Linked DNA regions of Mus musculus: regions 1 and 2 are each linked to region 3. The links are chromatin contacts, called in public HiChIP or PLAC-seq maps. All regions are on one chromosome and are shown on one strand. Each heading gives the region's core, a stretch centred on a gene start, on an enhancer-like site or on the middle of the called end of the contact. The rest is flanking DNA. Distances are from core to core; before and after follow the strand shown. Region 1 overlaps G730013B05Rik (RIKEN cDNA G730013B05 gene). Region 2 has its middle 18 kb from the start of Bbx. Region 3 has its middle 38 kb from the start of Mir6363.

What was found. HiChIP or PLAC-seq counts read pairs in DNA pulled down with a chosen protein or histone mark.
Region 1: an H3K4me3 HiChIP or PLAC-seq map of bone marrow-derived macrophages shows a contact between it and region 3, with 4 times the contacts expected there. The contact joins two enhancer-like sites. A contact is called at or near these places in 1 of 39 promoter capture datasets (hippocampal neurons), 1 of 15 datasets of contacts at CTCF or cohesin (hippocampal excitatory neurons), 19 of 484 Hi-C or Micro-C datasets (the G1E-ER4 cell line, LSK cells, the STO cell line and 14 more), 2 of 115 datasets of contacts at active chromatin or transcription factors (bone marrow-derived macrophages and forebrain) and 1 of 9 other capture datasets (embryonic stem cells).
Region 2: a contact with region 3 is called in an H3K4me3 HiChIP or PLAC-seq map of bone marrow-derived macrophages, with 3 times the contacts expected there. The contact joins two enhancer-like sites. A contact is called at or near these places in 2 of 484 Hi-C or Micro-C datasets (bone marrow-derived macrophages and cortical neurons) and 1 of 115 datasets of contacts at active chromatin or transcription factors (bone marrow-derived macrophages).

Annotation. Positions count from the first base shown.
Region 1 is chr16:50,549,947-50,554,022 of GRCm38.p6, reverse strand. The region is part of intron 3 of G730013B05Rik (RIKEN cDNA G730013B05 gene); the gene reads right to left. Among named protein-coding and RNA genes, the nearest start is that of G730013B05Rik, 26 kb to the right of the region's middle. Within about 2 kb of position 1,727, at least 8 of the 459 cell types and tissues checked have an H3K27ac peak or open chromatin away from gene starts, as enhancers often do. A contact at or near this core is called in bone marrow-derived macrophages, where this site is marked.
Region 2 is chr16:50,447,964-50,452,008 of GRCm38.p6, reverse strand. No RefSeq gene overlaps it. Among named protein-coding and RNA genes, the nearest start is that of Bbx, 18 kb to the right of the region's middle. Within about 2 kb of position 2,743, at least 7 of the 459 cell types and tissues checked have an H3K27ac peak or open chromatin away from gene starts, as enhancers often do. A contact at or near this core is called in bone marrow-derived macrophages, where this site is marked.
Region 3 is chr16:50,686,915-50,691,050 of GRCm38.p6, reverse strand. No RefSeq gene overlaps it. Among named protein-coding and RNA genes, the nearest start is that of Mir6363, 38 kb to the left of the region's middle. Within about 2 kb of position 1,775, at least 38 of the 459 cell types and tissues checked have an H3K27ac peak or open chromatin away from gene starts, as enhancers often do. A contact at or near this core is called in bone marrow-derived macrophages, where this site is marked.

The sequences.
Region 1 (4,076 bases), core at 478-2,977, 140 kb after region 3:
ATATGCTAGTGCCTTGGAAACTGAGAAAGCAGTTGACATTGCAGAAGGATATGTTAGCAAAGGACTTTGCAATTAGTTCTGACCATTTTTTTCCCTCTCTGTTAATAGTCATTCCTGGGTTCAGTCCCAAGCCAAGGAAGGAAAGGCCAAATATAGTCACCAAATCAGCCGTGTTGCAAAGCAGCTGTCTGCTGCACGAAGCAGAGCAGACAGTTGAAACTCCAATGACAGCGAGTAAACAGGGGCTCCACCGAAACAGTAATCACGTTTATCACCATTTTGTGAGCAAATGTGCTGCACTTAGCATGCTCACAACATTGTATCATCATCAATTAATAAAGGAGCTGTAATCACTACCGCATGAGGCACACGCAAGTGTGTGCAAGATGGAAGAAAAACAGTTTCCTATAGAGTGTATTTAGAAAGTGAGAGACTTTTCTGTTGTCTTTAGTTGGCTTGTTTCTTTTTTTCATTGGACACACTGCACTATGGTCCCTCACTCTTTGTCAGAGTTTATCCCTTGCCTTCCATCTAATGCAAGCCTCTAGACAGTGCTCATCCATCTGGTAGAACCACCGTCAACATCGCTTTATCATAGAAACAGTTCCCAACATGGCCAAGGTGTGGCAGGGGACATCTCCTGTAACTTTTCACCCTCTTCTTATTGAGCTGTCTTACGGGCCATGCTGTCAGAGGCTATGTATGCTCGTTCACCATTGCATCACAGTAAACATTTGCTACCCACTAAGTTTCTCTTTAATGAATAAAGAAAGGCATTTATTAGTTTCCCATGACAGAGAGGGAAATAATGAAAGTCCATCTTTACTATGTTAAGTTCTCGCTCCAGAATTATCTGCTCAACACTTCGGATGCTTCTCTCATGTAATGTTTTCCATGTTTCCTCTAAGGAAGGAACATGCTCCCTGTTGTAGATAAACAACCTCCTAGACCATCCACATCAAACAAGGACATTCTGAGACCATCATACAATGAAACAGAACAAGACTGCTTCATTATTTTCTCCAAGCGCCGACCCAAATAAGGGCTCTGTAGAAACTCCACAAGAAACCATCCTCCTCCTGGCTTTGGCTGGTGGGTGGAGTTCTGCCTATGTCTTTCCCCGAAGAGTTCTGTACAACAGCCCTCTCCACCGGTAAGACTGAGAACTTCAGTCTTAAAAGGCTCCTCACTACCTGGCAACAATCACAGAGATAAATTCCCTCCTTTTTTCCCCTGTGCAAAGCCCACATGATTCAAGAAATCTTTTGAGCTATCCTATTACTGAAGCACAATCCAGTTACCATGGCCTGTGTTTCCAGTGAGAAGCTTAGTTCAAGCACATTGTGTGTTCCTCGAATGTGTGCCCCTTTGGGATTTCGGGCCAGGAGGCATTGACAAGGAGTTACACAACATGTACTGGACTGGAGAAAGAAAATGTGACAATTTATATTTATCTAAAAGACTAAGAAAAGACATCTTAACCCGCATTCATCACAGTACATAAATATTGTCTGGTTCTCTCATTCTCCCCTCTGAGAGGTGACTCCAGGACAAACAGCAGGTACACACAGATCACCAGGATATCACAAAATGTTAGGCATGGTATATTTCCATTCCTGTGTGAGCTTGACCAGTCAAAATCATAGAAACAGAAAGCCAATAGTGGTTTCTTGGGGCTCAGGGCAGAGGGGGAAAAAGGAAGTTATTTAGAGATATAGTTTCTGTTTTACAAGTTTTTGTCCTTCAGATGTAAATAGAGTAAACACTACTGCACGGCCACGTCCTGTCTGGCTTCGTCCTGAAAACCTCACTGGGGAGAAGAAGCAATGAAGAAAGGACAGACACACTTACAAAAAAAGCTGCGATCAGGTAGGGCTGTGTTCATTCTCCTACAGCAGCAAGATTGGCACAGCAACCTGGACCCCTAGTGGCTTATGATGTACGCAGAGGGTGCGGGGTATGGGGGAGCTATGTCAGAAGCAGTTCTCAGCAGAAAAGCAGTCTTCTGCAAGAAGGAAGCAGTAGTTTCTAGTTTGGCTAGCACTGGTCCAAGTCGTAAACATTTGTGTATTGCCAGTTCCTGTGGGTCTGGGGCATTGGTCCTTGAAATCAAGCTTTGCCTATTTTCATGGGTCTGCAACATTGATCCTTCTCAATGACTCACATTCTCTCAGGACTTCATTAATCCTTACACTCACCCAAGGCTTCCTCAGTGCCAAATGCTCACCTACGCTTGGAAATAGCTAATAAAATAAATGTTATATTATATACATTTTCATCACAAGCTTTTAGTTATTACTATTGTGTTTCTGTATATGCAGTGTGTGTGTGGTGGGGGTTGCAGCATGTGTGTGGAGGTCAAAAGACAACTGTGTGGAGTTGTTCTCTCTCTCCATCATGACATGGGTTCTAGCGATTAAGCTCAGATCGCCAAGCTTGTATAGCAAGAGCCTTTACCTGCTGAGCCACCTCTTTGTCTTATTAATCACAATTAAAGGGAAACACTTGAGCGAAAAATAGGAGTTCCAGAAAAGAGAAAATTCAGCAGGGCTGTTCTGCCCTGGACACTGCAGTATACCGCAGCTGACTTGTGCCCAGAAATAAACTTTGCCTTGCATGCAGCTAATCTCGGGTAGTAAGCACACTAGGGAAGATGAAAATTGAACTGTGTGCTCAAAATATCACAAATCAAGCCAAGAGAATTGATATATTTTTTAAGACTGACTTTTGCATGTGTGTTCCTCTCAAAGAAATGATCTGTCTGTCCGTTGTTGAAGAGAAACACAGTTTTTCACTTCAGTAAGTATACAGCTGACTGGGAGTCAGTAGGAGGACTACATATGTTCTGTAATCTGACTAATGTCTCTAAAATGGTGCGAAAGTTCATAGGCAAGCTCAGTGACCTTTAGTCAAGAATCAAAAAGAGGTAGTGAAGCTGGTGAAGGAAAAGGCAAACGTTGTCAACATGACGACAATATCTGTGACTTTCAACCCAAAAGACAAAATTTTGCTTGCTTTTCTCCCATTTCTCAAGTGTCATCTCCTTTGCTCTTCTACATAATGCTATGAGGGAGAACTTTGCGATGAGAATAACTTTGAGACAAATGCCATGAAGGAAAACATTTTTATTGTGCTCATTCCCTGTTGGCTTAAGATGCTCTTCTTTTTTAAAAAAAATATTTTTATTAGGTATTTTCCTCATTTACATTTCCAATGCTATCTCAAAAGTCCCCCATACCCTCCCACCCACTCCCCTACTCAACCACTCCCACTTTTTGGCCCTGGCGTTCCCCTGTACAGGGGCAGATAAAGTTTGCAAGTCCATTGGGCCTCCCTTTCCAGTGATGGCCGACTAGGCCATCTTTTGATACATATGCAGCTAGAGTCAAGAGCTCCGGGGTACTGGTTAGTTCATAATGTTGTTCCACCTATAGGGTTGCAGATCCCTTTATCTCCTTGGGTACTTTCTCTAGCTCCTCCATTGGGGGCCCTGTGATCCATCCAATAGCTGACTGTGAGCATCCACTTCTGTGTTTGCTAGGCCCTGGCATAGTCTCACAAGAGACAGCTATATCTGGGTCCTTTCAGCAAAATCTTGCTAGTGTATGCAATGGTGTCAGCGTTTGGAAGCTGATCGTGGGATGGATCCCCGGATATGGCAATCTCTAAATGGTCCATCCTTTCGTCACAGCTCCAAACTTTGTCTCTATAACTCTTTCCATGGGTGTTTTGTTCCCAATTCTAAGAAGGGGCAAAGTGTCCACACTTTGGTCTTCGTTCTTCTTGAGTTTCATGCGTTTAGCAAATTGTATCTTATATCTTGAGTATCCTAAGTTTCTGGGCTAATATCCACTTATCAGTGAGTAGATATTGTGTGAGTTCTTCTGTGATTGGGTTACCTCACTCAGGATGATGCCCTCCAGGTCCATCCATTTGCCTAGAAATTTCATAAATTCATTCTTTTTAATAGCTGAGTAGTATTCCATTGTGTAAATGTACCACATTTTCTGTATCCATTCCTCTGTTGAGGGGCATCTGGGTTCTTTCCAGCTTCTGGCTATTATAAATAAGGCTGC
Region 2 (4,045 bases), core at 1,494-3,993, 240 kb after region 3:
AGTCTGAATAATCAATTGAAATAGAATTTGTATCCCTTCTCATCCTACAGTCTACACTATTGGACTGGGATCCAAATGAGAGATGTATCTTTATTATATCATGCCACGAAAATTGGGGAGTTAGCAAACTATCCTGGCTAATTTAGTGCTCATCTCATTTCTGCTTTTATTTTGTGTGTGCATCTTTCGTGAGACATTGGAATGTGTTTTTTTTGTTTTGTTTTTTGTTTTGTTTTTGGTTTTGGTTTTGGTTTTTTTGAGACAGGGTTTCTCTGTGTAGCCCTGGCTGTCCCGGAACTCACTCTGTAGACCAGGCTGGCCTCGAACTCAGAAATCGGCCTGCCTCTCCATGTTGACATAGTTACCGCGGCACTTTTCTACTAGTTATTTATGTTACAGTACATACATGGATGGATGGATAGATGGATAGATGGATGGATAGATAGGTAGGTAGCTAGACAGACAATCAATCCCATGTCTAAGTACCTAATGTCTCCATCCCCACTGCCTGTACCTTACTTGTTAGAGGGCTATTTTGCCCACTCAGTTTGCTGAGACAATCTTTGCTCTTTTTCTCCTTGTCCTCACTATTGTTCCCACAGCACATTGCCTTGTCTATGCTGAGTAATCTATGAAAATTTGCTTTTTATCCCTCTCTTGCATAAATTCTGTGTCTCTACTGCACCTCACATATAATAGTGAAATAAATTAGCAGACTCTTACAGCTTTTTGTTTTCTTTTGAGCTCCACACTCATCGTTTGCCTTCACATCTTAGATGGCTCACTGCTCCCCAAGTATGGATCTCAAACAATTATGTTTCAAGGTCCTCCTAGAAAGAGTTGTGGACTGCACAAGCGGCCTGTCTATTCTTTGTTGACTGGAGAAGTGATATAGATTGACAATACATGCATTGCCACTAAATGAGCTAATTAAACACAGGCAATTACGTGAACAGTTGTTATAGCTACCATTTTCCGAAGTATTTAGTCTTGTGATTAATAAGTAAAATTTTACTCAGATGTTAACTATTTCTACTATATTTTTTCAACACTGGATGCTAAAATGTAATCTCTGTCTTACACATCAGGGGCTATGGATTTTTACACTATAAAGAGATCCACACCTGGATATTTATAGGTTGCTGTTCAAGCTGTTGTGAACTATTTGGAGTTCTTTGAGTGGACAATGACACTAATTTTTTTACATGCAGGAGATTTTGTGGTTTAGACTGCTTATCCCCCGGTCTGGGCTACAATGACCAGAAGGCTATAGGCACCTTTTCCATTTTCTTTAAAAATTACAAGACCGTAAAGAATCCCAGGACACACAAAGGAGATGGATCCTTCTAACACCAAGAAAATGGGGCTGAGTCCTCTTCTTGCGTTCCTGGCTGATTTCTGGGTGAGTGATTTGGTAGTTGTCCCTTTCCACAACAGAGCTCCCGTGTCCCTTTCCTGGCTTCATGGGTGTTGAAAGGCAGGTGTGGTGGCAGCAACCCAGCCTTGTTGGAATCACTCTAGTGGTGGCCTCGATGTGACTGTACTGTGTAGTCTTCTGAGAGTTATTCTTGCTAGGCCAGACCATGGCTCATTCTTCTGACTTTTTCGAGATTTGGTCCTAATTACTTAACCCTTTCTGTCTTAAGATAATACATTGGCTTGTTTCATGTACTGAATCTTAACTGATCCAAGCTTTGGGAAATCACTCCAACTCATCCAGGCTTTGGGAAGAAGCGCTGCAGCAGGAGAAGAGCTGCTTTTGAGTCCTTTCTACCACTTTGTGCCCCTCCTCCTTGTCAGGCCCTCCTTCCTTAGGACCCTTTCGTTAGGAAGCCTTCACCAACTCAACTGAGGCAGACTTTTCCTTTCCGTTTCCTCTTCAGACACACCTCTGTGCTGCTGCTTCCTACCCCCGGATAGTAAGGATCAAGTGTTTGTTTGGATAATTTAGCTAATAAATCTACTTTTGACTAGCAGCTTATTCTCAGGTTCTTAATTGTATTGATAGAGTGAAGAGATGAATGAAAGTGGAAAGAAATGAGAATAAGAAGAAACAAAAGAAGCAAGTCGGCAACCAACCTGTAGTGAAGAAACGTAGTAGCACAAGGAAGGATGTCTGGTGTCTTCTACAACCAGGTCAACTGAGGTCTATGTGCACTAGGCACTGTGAGTTTAGTCTGCTTTTCAATTTTAATTTAACTTAATTTTTTAAAGATAGTCTAGCTAAGAGATCTATACAATCTACATCAGAGATCAGCATTTTTTTTTTCCTGGAAAAAGACAAATAATCAATACTCTAGGCTTTAGAGCCATATATCCTGTGACAAAGAACAACTTTCTTGAGGAGGCAGCCATACATATATAGGCAGATAAGAGAAAACGAATGCATCAGTGCTCCTCAACCCCTTGGTCTGGGGACACCTAGTATCATACGATGCACACATGCTACACAGGACCATTTTTCTTTTCATTTGCTTCAGCATTAAAAATCATATTGAAATACCCAGTGAGAAAAGAAAGAGGAAACAGAGAGCAGGTTAGGCCTTTGGATAGGCAGTCGTTTGCCAACCCTGGTCTAGAGAATTAAGGAAAGGTCTGAGTTTGAGGTATGAAGTATGTTTGACTGTAGTTAATTAATTTCTCTCAGGATTATTTCTTAAATTTACGTGCCAGCGTTTCTGTGTGTGCATGCACATGTTCCTGTAGCCACTGGATACTCACGAAAGCCAGAAGAGGAAGTTGCATGCTCTGATGTAAGCTGCTGGTTACGGATGGGTGCTGATAGCCACATTCTAGTCCTCTGGAAGAGCAGCGAGTTCTCTCAACTGCTGTACCCGTCTTTACTTCTTATTGAAGGTGTTGTGGAATCGAACTTAGGGCTTCAGACAGGCTTGGCAAACGTCCTATCACTGAGCTATATCTCTAGGTCGTACTTTGGTTGTACTTTGGGAGATTTTGGTTGCATTTTCATTTTTTTTTCCTATATAAAAATGAAGCTTATAACACATTTCTGATAGAACTAATTCTGACATCAACAAAACTGGCTAAAGGATCTGAGGCCTCAAGGGCAGGTCTAGATCACAGGTAAGTCTCTGCAAAGTCACAGAGAGTGGACTATTTCAAGTATGTCATCACTAACGTGACAGTAATGTCCTGAAGTTCTATGTATCTGACAAAACTCCTGGTGATTGGGATGTGGCAAGAATATATTCTCCACACAATAATATATTCATTTATAACATGGTATGTAAAGATGCACAAATAATATGTGGAAGATCAGCACACTCTATTTTTGTTCCTATCCAAAAATGGACAAATCACCTTAATTACAGTTTTCAATAAGACAGATGCCAAGAGATTATAGTCCTACTCATTATACCTGTGCTAGTTTCTAAAAGAAAAAAATTCTTGTAGCTTTTCAAAGACTCCTGGAATTAGAGAGGCAGAAAGGACACCGTTTATCTTCCCAATTAATAACTGAGAAAGTTGTAGGCACAGAACTGTCAAGTGGCAGTTACCAATCGGGCTGAAGAAGGGCTAGAGGGGGCACAGCTAGGAGCAGACCCTACCTCTGAATACCACTCCTGTGCTCCTCCTACTTAATCAAGAAGTAAAATTAGTTCCATAGTTTGTTTTAATAGAAGTCACCTAAGAGTAAATCTAACCATGGGCTTATAGTTTTAATTGCATACATTTCTATAAGGTACAAAGGATTTGCCTTTATGATATGTAAACTGTACAGTCTGGCCAAGCGGTGGTGGCATATGCCTTTAATCCCAGTACTTGAGAGGCAGAGGCAGGCGGATTTCTGAGTTCGAGGCCAGCCTGGTGTACAGAGTGAGTTCCAGGACAGCTAGGGCTCCACAGAGAAACCCTGTCTCGAAAAAAACAAAAACAAAACAAAAAACTGTACAGTCTGATGTTACATAAACTCTGTTACAAAACACACAGAGATAAAGCATAAGTATTTTGAACTGATCATACATATTTTTGTTACTGATGCCATTATCTATCACCCTAAGTCCTGAGATGTGAAAACATAGTG
Region 3 (4,136 bases), core at 526-3,025:
GTGTTTGTCTGGGGGCGGGGAGGGGTGTGCATGTGGGTGGGACTGCCCACAGAGGCCAGAAGTGGGCGTCAGGTTCCCTGGAGCTAGAGATACAGACAATTGGGAGTTTCCTCATGTGAGGTCTGAGAACCAAACTGCTGTCTTCCACGAGAGCAGCAAATAGTGGACGTTGATAGAAATACGTGGTGGCCAGACATTATTTTTTTCAGCTAGCATATTCAGTACTTCCTTAAAATTCAAAGAGCAGGAGGCTGGAGAGATGGCTCAGCGGTTAAGGACATTTGCTTCTTCACGCCATCCCTCTGGTGCACTTGGAGAGCCTGACAGTGCAGGAGGTTCTGATACAGAGCTTCCTGGGCCCTTGAAGTCAGGTGATGATGATGGCTAAGGCTCTGTCAAAATAGAGACCCAGAGATTCAGTAAGGCCAATCATACTGTGGACTAGTTAGTGTAAATCCCAGATAATGTAGAAAATGCAAGGCATACTTAAAAATCATGAGTTGCATGTATTTAAACTATGAATTTATTAACCAGAGCTGGAATTGTTTAAATCCAGATAAAATAACCATAGTAAAATTGTTTCGAAACTAAAGTGCTTGTTAAAAACAAAACACCATTAAGCAAGAAAAAAATAATTCCTTGCCATTAGTATTTATTACTTGAACATTATTCCATAAAGATAAAGTGGTTGTTTTGATTCATCTCCATGCACTTGAATCAGTCTCTTTGTGTCCAATAACACGTCACAGGTATTTCCTTTTAAGAATGTGGTGTTTTAGACAAAATATTTAAATATTTTCAGTAAATTACCTCCAATGTTCATAATGCTGTATTTTATGGATGGTGAGATTAAAATTATTAAAATCTCCACTCACACAAGGTAAAGGCAACAGATTTTAAACCAAACAGATCGTAAGATGTCAGCATACACCAGGGCTTTCCTGGTCAAAACAGAACAACATTACATTCTAACTAGAAAACCAGAGAGAGAAAAACAGATTTTAGAGATATACTGATTCCCACACCGATGTCAACCCTCAGTATGGGGCTGGGGGTGAGGGGAAATCACATTTCTAAAGTGAAGCATTAGAAGCAAAAAGGCAAGGTCTATCAGTCATCAGAAATGAGACCACAGTGGCCCACGGAGCCACCGCTGACCTGGCTAAGTAGTGTCTTCTGGGTGTGGCGTCATTCTATTCCCCCTCCTAAGAAATGAGTAGATACCTATTTCTAGCTCTTGCAGCCACCCACCCTCTGAGACAAACAACGCTGCAAAGTGACCTCCCAGACAGGCAGGAGAAAATGGCAAGGCACGCAGCGACTCGGAGAGGACAGTGTTAAGGAACACTGAATGTATTCTCTCTGAACTCACACTGTCTCAATGAGCCACAAGAGGCAACTCGGAGGAGCCAAGTGAAACTGAATAGAAGAAGAAATTAGCGAACAAATACTTTTTCCTCTTCAGGAAGAACCAAAAAAAGAAAAAACAAAAACAAAAACAAAACAAAAAAGTAAGAACCCGTCTTTTGCAACCCAGGTTGGAGAGTCCTTTACTCATGTGACATTCCTTGGTTCCTCCCACAAGTCACAATACAAGCTCACACTCCGCTGAGGGTCCCTGTCTGCACTGCCGAAATCAGGTGAGAGAGAAACCCGGTACAGCGCAATCATCCACGGATGTTATCTTATATCGGTATTTTGTTTTCTCAGTATGGTCTCGTAACAGGGATTATTTTTTCCCAAGAACCACAAGAGGGAGTGTTCTTACTTCTTTGTCACACTGCCTAGCTCTGCCACTGGAGAGATATTACCCCTATTTTGTTTAAATGATAAGGCATATTATTAAACAGTAGGCAAGCTCCTTTATAGTCATCTAAAATCTGAGAGATTATCTGCTTCTCTTTTATTGATTCGTATTTATTATTTCCTAGATGTTTTCTTGGCCACTCGTGATGAAAGAGAAAGCAGACAGTCTTTCCCTCCAGTTTCTTCTCTCCTGTGTATCATCTGGGCTTGTGAAAAGGGATTTCTCCATTAAGCTGTGTGCAGCAAGTGCAAGAGCGGGGTACAGGGTTCATGAACCAGCAGCAAGGGAGTCAGTTATCTAGGAGTAATGGCTGCTGCAGCAGGCTGGCTGCTTTTGTCCCTAAAAGGCTAACAGGAAACCACACACCGGATTCTATCCCTTCTCACCCAGGATGATAATAAATAGTTTATTTTTTTTCAGAATCTGAATTAGGCTGACTTTATACACTGACTCCTTAAGCCTGGCTCATGAACAGTCACTAAAACAAAAGGATTGAAAGTATCCAGGGACACACAAATGTGTGCATGCACACACACATACACATGATACCCATGCACATGCATACACATGCACACAGGAAGGGAGAGAGGGAGAGAGAAATTGAGCTCTGGTCAAACCTGCTGATGACAGATGATCATCATAGGGCTCTCTTTCATTTTAAAACAAAAACAGAGAGCTGTTCTCAAAGGGGAAAAAAAAGGTATTTGTTTGGGATAGGTACAGCCATGGCATATTCAAGGAGCTCCAACAAATGGGGAGTTTTCAAAGGCTACACTGATGACTTTTCCATCTGATCCCTTAACCCTTGGCCACAGTGGTGAGTGAGAGTGGCCTTGGTCTAGGACTGAACAGACAATCTGGACAGATGTCCTTGTACAAGTACTGTTTATGTAAAGCTGCGGTGGCTTTTTGAGGCTGCGTTATGGTGCAGCGTAGGCTGCGAGTCTTTCGTGTCCTCTGGGGTACTGCTGACCAGGCAAGCTTGCATAAGAAGCTTCCCTCAAAGTCTCTGGGCTCTGTTTGCTTTTTTTTTTTTTTTTTTTTTTTTTTTTTTTAAGTTGGCAGTATGAGTCTATTTTGATTTTTTTTTTTTAATTTTGAATTTCTTTTACACAAGGGATAACTCACGGATTCAGGTACCTCCCGTTATTCTATTTCAGCATCTGCCTACCGAGTTCTGTCTTGGCTTGTGTGCAGAGTAAAATAACTTTAGGAGCCAGAGTGGGAACTGGTCCATTTTACTTCTTTCTACAAGCCATTCTCCAGTCCCAAGACCCATTTGGATGGGAAGTAAGCTTTGTGAATGCCTGGAAAGAGAATACAGAACTAGTAAGCTTGTAGACCACAGACTCTTAATGTGGGTCTCATAGTTTTCCAGGCCTGTCAGTTTGACTGAAAATAAATGACATCCTTTAACAGAAATTTAACATTTCTTCCAATTAAATGTAGGTATGGTAGATGCTGCATGTCTTGGTTAGGGTTTCTGTTCCTGCACAAACATCATGATCAAGAAGCAAGTTAAGGAGGAAAGAATTTATTCAGCTTAAATTTCCACATTGCTGTTCATCACCAAAGGAAGTAAGGACTGGAAATCAAGCAGATCTGGAAGCAGGAGCTGATGCAGAAGCCATGGAGGGATGTTACTTACTGACTTGCTCCCCTGACTTGCTTATCTTGCTTTCTTATAGAACCCAGGTCCATCCAGCCTAGGGATGGCACCACCCACAATGGGCTGGACCCTCCCTCCTTGATAAGTAATTGAGAAAAAGCCTTACAGCTGAATCTCATGGAGGCATTTCCTCTACTGGGGCTCCGTTTGCTGTGATAACTCCAGCTTGTGTCAAGTTGACACACAAAACCAGCCAGTCCGCTGTAGTACTCTAAGCCTCATGCTTGGGCCTATCTGAACTCAGCCCAGCCAAGATGAGCAATTTCATATGTGATATCGGTGTCTCTTCCTAGGAGATGACATAGCTGTCCCTTTCCATCTCCATGTTTTCTCCAGAGTTTTAGAAGGTCACTCAATGGATACATAGGTACCACCTAAAAGTACAAACTGACTAATAACCACAGGGCAACATTTAAACAGGGTTCAGTACAGGTTCACATGTAAATAGACCAGGCCCCAGGCTTTACTGCAGCAATTCTGAAGAATACTCTAAAACATTTTCAAAGTTTTGCAAGTAGACTCCACTGCTGTTTGTTCTTAGCGAAGATTAATACAATGATGGAATGTCTACTTACTTTCCTCTTTGCTGCCTTGTTCTCTCTAGCAGCTCACTCTTTCCTAAGATGATCTCCCAAGTTCCTGTGTCAAGGCATCATGTCA